Regions from separate parts of the Danio rerio genome. Here region 2 is linked to region 1. The links are chromatin contacts, called in public Micro-C maps. All regions are on one chromosome and are shown on one strand. Each heading gives the region's core, a stretch centred on a gene start, on an enhancer-like site or on the middle of the called end of the contact. The rest is flanking DNA. Distances are from core to core; before and after follow the strand shown. Region 1 holds the start of ptges (prostaglandin E synthase). Region 2 holds the start of ttll11 (tubulin tyrosine ligase-like family, member 11).

What was found. A called contact is a pair of places that touch in the nucleus more often than the background predicts.
Region 2: a Micro-C map of caudal fin shows a contact between it and region 1, with 2.5 times the contacts expected there. The contact joins the promoter of ttll11 here to the promoter of ptges in region 1. A contact is called at or near these places in 2 of 18 Hi-C or Micro-C datasets (caudal fin and embryo) and 1 of 4 datasets of contacts at active chromatin or transcription factors (embryo).

The regions. Positions count from the first base shown.
Region 1 is chr5:33,959,798-33,963,107 of GRCz12tu, reverse strand. It overlaps ptges (prostaglandin E synthase), which reads right to left and starts at 1,797. Exons shown (of 3, transcript NM_001014828.2): 1 at 1,583-1,797; 2 at 1,234-1,316. The coding sequence starts at 1,690. LOC141385838 (a long non-coding RNA gene) reads right to left here. Exons shown (of 2, transcript XR_012406921.1): 2 at 3,088-3,310.
Region 2 is chr5:34,231,848-34,235,477 of GRCz12tu, reverse strand. ttll11 (tubulin tyrosine ligase-like family, member 11) reads right to left here and starts at 1,382. Exons shown (of 9, transcript NM_001077375.1): 1 at 787-1,382. The coding sequence starts at 1,320.

The sequences.
Region 1 (3,310 bases), core at 548-3,047:
ACCTTTGTGAATGCATAGCAATTATGGCCAAGTAGCGGTCTTGTTGGAACTTGCTCTTCATAGTCTACCATATCTTATTTTACCAATCTGGCAACCACATGCAACCCCTCACATCAAGATCACCAAATACCTTGCAAGATTCACTGGCAGAAAACAAGACTTTTAGATGCCAAGAAATAAGCAGAGTGATTTCAGTGATTGCAGCCTACTGAAATAACATCTTTATCATTTGCAGAATGAGCAGGAGTGGGCCTCAAAGAACCGGCTGTTTCCTAAAGATAAGTAAAACTGAAAAAAAGAATAACCCAGCAGCTTAAAGATGTTTCCTACATGCAGCGAAGTCTATTATCCAGTGTTAGTATAGTTACTGAGAAAAGTCTACTATGGAAACATACGCAAGCCCATAGGAAAGGTGAAAATATAAAGACTACAAAGCTATCTTATACCTGCACTTCAGTGTGGAAAAAGCTTGATGTTTTCTATTCACATTATGCCATACAAACATGTAGTCCTTTTCTGGGAAAACAAAGTAACCAAAGGAAATCTGACAGACATCCTGCAGATTTTCTAACTGAATAGGCCCAGTGGGAGCATGACTAAAGAACCCAACAGACACGCAATGTTTTCACAGACAACAAAGGCAAATTTTGCAAAATCTCTCCTATATGGAAAACTGAATGCATGCATGCAGAATAAATGCATTGCATTGATTTTTATTTCAAATAAACTGCTTCTTAATTTCACAGAAAAAATTAAGGAGATCATGTTTTTAGTTATAATTTAATTTCACAAAAATTTGGAATGAGCACAGAGTATAACAAATTTGTTACATTTAAATAAAAGAATGTATGAGTTAACAGCATAAACATAACAGTGTAATCTGCATAACAAAGGTTAGAAGAAATATTGGTACTTTAGTCAAACACATCCTTTTCAAAATGTAGGCTAAACTACAATTATAAATTTACAGCAAACTTTATATTTGTACAATGCCCAATTTTTGGTTTCAGTCTACTTGAATTATGCAGTTACATACATTCTAATTTCTGTTGTATTATTTAATAGCCTGTGTAGTTAAATTTCGACTGCTAATGTTACAGACATGTATTCCTTCGTGTATTAACTGGGACAACTGTTGCCCACTTTCTTGTCACTTTCATACTAAGACATGCGGGAAAGTCAATGGAATATACAAAAGCACACAGACATGTAATCGTAGTTTTGTGCTCTTACCTCCTACAGCGCTCCACATATGGATCCGTGCGGCAGAACTGCACACCTCCGTGTCTCTCGGCGTCCTCTGGGTTAGCAAACGCCTAATACACAAATATCAAATACATATATCAGAACTCATTCTATTTCTGACCGAAGGTCTTTATTCATTCCAGAAGCTGTTGCAGTATGCAGACTAAGCGTGTTCCATCTAAAATAAACACGTGTTTTCGCTCGACGCAGCACAGAAATGTTTGGATTAAACGCGACTGTTTTGCAGTGATTCTGTGGCGTCGCCAGCGTTGTGTTTCGCGCAGTATTAAGAAACCCGTTTTCAAAGTATGAACAAATGGTTCCAAAGTAAGCCTACCTTTTTCCGAAGTCTCACTTGGCCCGTGATGATGGCAATAATGTACATCTTCAAGATTAAAAGCGTGCTGTAGAAGATGAAGCACAACTGTATGTCGCTCCCGAGCATCTTGAGCCTCTATCTCTCTGTGTAAACTTTGTAGCATAGTCGTGTTTGGAGGTTTTATATGGGAAGCCAGTCCGTTAAGCCCTCCCATTCCTCATTATACTTGGCACAAAAAAAAAAAACTTTCACTGATGTGCAAACTTGTTTTGTCCTCCCTCACTGCTAGCCTGCTGTCCTTTTATGAGAGAATGAGACACCATAAAACTGAAAACTGTATACGTTAATTTTCAGTTATTTTTTATTTATTTTTTTCAGTTATTTTAGTTTTCAAATATTTTAGTTTTTAGTTTTTTAATTTTTAGCCATCTAAAGGAATCAACCATTAAAATGGTTGCTGGACAATGGTGGCTGCATATTTCTAGTGTAAATTGTTTAAAGTAATTGTGGAAGAAAAAATATTGTACAACAGAACAAATCATTAGGTTTATTCCATGTTTCCGTTTGGGAAACCACATGAAAAACTGGACATTCATTTTATATTACACTTTTTAACCCAAAGGTTGGAGTTTGTCCATATTTAACTCAACATAAACCAAACAACCCAGCCATTCTTTGGAGTGGAAATATTTTTTAAACTTTAAAAAACTTTTTCCTGGTTCACCAACAGAGAATGCTCTGAAAACAAAAATTGTTAGTTCAATCACAACTAGTCTATGTGTAACAGAGAATATGAAACACTCTTAAGTGGTGCTGTAATTAAGTTAATTGCTCTCGACTGCATTCGCCTGCAGCTAAAGATTTTGATGAATGTGCTGTCCTGATTGACTCGGGTGGAGCTGGTGGACAGGGGGTGTCAATGCAATTTAGTTGACCACCCTAGCCCCCAGGTTTATTAATTGTCCTGCCTTTGGATAATTACTCTTTATGTTAGTTAGTTTTAACCGTTTCTGTTGAAACTGAAAATGCAAACACTTTCAGTGTTCAACTTGGATGAGTCAGTCGGGAACGGTGAACTTTAAATTGCTTGCATGTAATTACTAACAAAATATGGAAAAGCAGAGACAAAAATAAATACAAGCATTTATTTCACCTTTTCACTGCATTGATTCAGTAAGTTAAATTTTTCTCCGATATCTGTATATGTGAGGCCAGCAGGGGTGCTCACCCTGTGGTTTTTGTGTGTCCTAATGCCCCAGTATAGTGATGGGGACACTATACTATCTGCGAGCACTGTCATTCGAATGAGATGTTAAGCTGAGGTCCTGACTGTGGTAATTAAATATCCCATGGCACTTCTTGTAAAGCGTAGGAGTGTAACCCCAGTGTCCTATAGCTAGCTTCCCTCCAAAAGACATAATATGGTAAAATATAGTAAAATATGGTAAAAGTTAATATAGTAAAATATGGTAAAAGTTACAATCATGGTAAAATACATAGAAAGGAAAAGATAAAGGTAAAGATTTGTTTGTTAATTTTTTTATTATTTGTAGTTGTGGATTCATTTTAAGGAAACAAATAATTCAAAAAGTAAAGATTGCATTAAGATAAAACAGACAAAAGAAATGAGAAAAACACCAGTTTAAATTAATAAAAGACAAACAAAAATCAATATAATATAAAATCAATATAAAGTTTCTGCCCCTGATGATAACACAACATTTTCAAACACCCAAGACCAGAGGA
Region 2 (3,630 bases), core at 133-2,632, 270 kb before region 1:
TTTACAATATGATCAGTCATTTTAACGTTTTTAAAGTTAGTTATTATGAGTATGGAAAATGTCTTTTCCTGCATTTATTCTGCTTCAGGAGTCTGTTGACTGTTGACTGTAAACAACACAACAAACAATGCAATAAATAGTTTTGAGGTAAAATTTGCTTTGTTATTGAACCGGAGAAAAACTTTGAGAATAATCATAATGACGAAGTCTCCATGCTATATAATAATGATGATAAAACCATTTTTAACTGCGGGGACTTATCTTTAATAGTACAATTCGGCAGTATTATTTGTGTCCCCTTCAAAAAAATGCTCGAAAGAAATTTTTTATTTATTGCCCCCTCCCTCTACTGTTAAATCAGATTTACGCCCATGGCTGCAACCCCCGTACACCCTCATTAACACACATTTAACTAATTTAATTCACCTATACAACATGTTGTTGGACTGTGGGGAAAACCAGAGCACCCAGAGAAAATCCACACAAACACAGGGAGAAACTCCACACAGAAATGTCAACTGACCCAAAGCCGAGGCTCGAACCAGCGACCTTCTTGCTGTGACGACAGTGTCATTTCCCAACTTATTTAACCCAAGCTAATTTACAATTAATGTATAACATTTTAATAAAGTCTAATATATAATAAATAAAAAAACAAAATCCACGAATCCCCGCTGTCAATAGATGGCTACACCACTACGATTAATCCCTGTAATTGGAAAGAGAGTCAGAAAAAGTTAAATGTGATCTCGTGTCAGGACACAGGAGTGGGTCCTGAGCTCTTACCTCTTTCCACTTCAGCAGCCTGATGCTCATCTTCAGCGCTTCCAGCGATGTCTTCGCCTTGGAGGTGTCCACCGTCACTGCTCTCCTCTTTTTGGCCACCTTGCCCCCGTCCTCTTTGCCACGATGCTCACATTTCTCATCCGTCTGCCTCTGACACGACTCAACATGACCGTTTGCCGCTGTTTTGCTCTTTAAAAGTCTACCCGTCCCTTTAATGTGAAGGTTTTGCTCGTTGCTCACACGATTCTGTCCTTTCTCCTGTGAACAGTCCGACTTCCGCGGCGCCACATCTGACAGATGTTTGCCATTCACCTGTTTCTCATGCCCGTCTGCTTTACCTCGGCTTTTACTTCGACTTCTCCCGTTGATGCTGCTTCTGGAGAGGTCCCTCCGAGCCCGAGGAAGAGCCGTGAAGGAGACGTCAGCAGGGACTGAAGAGGCCGGGGACAGATGCTCCTCTTCGGCCGCGGCCTCGGTCTCCACTGCCTTCATCTGCTGGAGCTCAATCTTCACTCTCTCGTAGTGATCGCTCATAGTGTTAATTAATACTCGGCTGATTTGTTATCTCATCTAGGTTGCTGAATATGTTAGATTGATACACTAGCTCGAGGTGCAAACATTCCCAAACTAAAGCATAAAACTAGTAAAGCGGTTTATAAAATAGCCAAATATGGAGTCTGATAAAGTAGCATCAAGACGAGTCGACTCCATGGTTAGATTACATCTCAGCATTATAAAAGCTTTATGAGCGCTGACAGATAGCACATCACTAACAATGTGCCGAGTGTTTTTGATGGCGATCTAACGGGACAGGAGTGGCTCCGGGCACAAGAGCTGTCCAGCTTGCGATTTTGCAGAGAGAGAGGCTCTTAATCGCCTATAAAAACAACACTAACGCTGCATATAAACACGTTCGTGCTTAATTCATCCCATTCTCTACGAAAATACTCAACTAACGGCACACATTGCGGCATTGATATATGAAAGGGGGGAGCGGGGCATGGCTGGGCGCATCAGCGCATTCCCCCTGTCAGTTTCGGTCAGTTCTAAAGTGCCGGTGAGGGGCATCGACTGCTCTCGCGCCTTTAAACAAACGCCGCATCGCTAAACGAAGGCATCGCGTGCTTCCAGTTTACCTGCTGTTTCCCAAGACTTGGTTTAGTTAATGCAGGCGGACAGATAAGGTGATGACCAGCGATCACACCAGAAGTTAAGCTCCCGTGTGCTGCTGTCGCGGCTGGTGTTTTGGTCCTGTTGACAACGCAACGCAACCGACGGAAGCCGTCGAGGCACATGACAGCAACATATTGCGGTCAAGCTATACGCGAAGCGAAAAATCAGTGAGCGGGATGATTGTGTAAACACATTAAATAGTAGTAACGTTAGTAATAAAAAGGTATTTATATGTAATAATAAAATATGAATAAAATATATTGTTCAATGGGCCTAGGCGACGCAGTGGCGCAGTAGGTAGTGCTGTTGCCTCACAGCAAGAAGAACGCTGGTTCGAGCCTCGGTTTCTGTGTGGAGTTTGCATGTTCTCCCTTCGTTCGCGTGGGTTTCCTTCGGGTGCTCCGGTTTCCCTTACAAGTCCAAAGACATGCAATACAGGTGAATTGGGTAAGCTAAATTATCCCAAGTGCACGAGTGTGAATGAGTGTGTATGGATGTTTCCCAGAGATGGGTTGCAGCTTGAAGGGCATAGACTGCGTAAAACATGTGCTGGATAAGTTGGCGGTTCATTCCACTGTGGTGACCCTGGATTAATAAAGGAACTAAGCTGAAATGAATAAATGGGCCTATTATATCATTTTCTTTTATTTCTATTAGGGGAGCGTGGGACACAAATGCGGGATTAAATGTAACACAGAGTTTTAAGGTATTTGCTCAAAGTTAACCATGTTATGCTTCCAAGGTTTTCACCACAGTGTCAGCAGACATCTTCCTGCCTGCCAGTTATTGAAAGATTTCGGTGAAAGTTGGATGAGAAACACAGGAGAAAACCATTTTTGAAGCATGAAAGTATTTTTTATTATACTCGATATTTTTATTTTTCAAAAAAATTATCTACGAAAAAATGAACGTAAAATCTTATATTGTGGTGGTTACCATTTTTTAGGCTAAAAGATTAAATCATTTTGAAAGATGTAAGAAACACACAGTGACTGCTACCCAGATTTTAGGAAAACATGAGACAGTGAGGTTGGTTGTTACAGGGTGTTACAATTAAGCCACACACTGTTGGACACCTATTTTACAAACAAAATAATTGTTTGAATTTGGAGTGTAATGTTGAGAACTTATTATTATTATTATTTTTATAGAAAACATTGTTTTAATAGAATTGTTTTTATTGCTAATAATGCAACTAAATGCATTGTATAATAATGGATAAATGGATAATAAAACAAATAGATTGAAATGTGTTATCCAATAAATAAACATACAGTGCTGTGTAGAATAAAAAAGTAATTCAGATTCAGATTCAATTTATTTGTCACTACACTTTCGTATAGCGAGATTGGACCCCCCAGACCATACACAAAACATCACAAACAACTTTTCAGGGGAGACAGATCTTAGGAGGTAGCATTTAGAAACGAAGAAAGATACATTTGGACAGTTAGGCTAAAAAACACCCCCTCAGCTTGCCCTTGATTAGGACAAAGTGAAAAAAGGGAGAAAAACAGCCCTATCTTAGCATAAGCACACCGGCAAGACACAACATAGACAGAAGGGATGGGAACAGGGGTAATGGAAAACAGTCCCTTGAGTGCGGGCAGCCAACTGGTCCAGCAGCCATTTCCGGCGCAAGTCACAGCCCCGCCCACACCCCACGTGGGT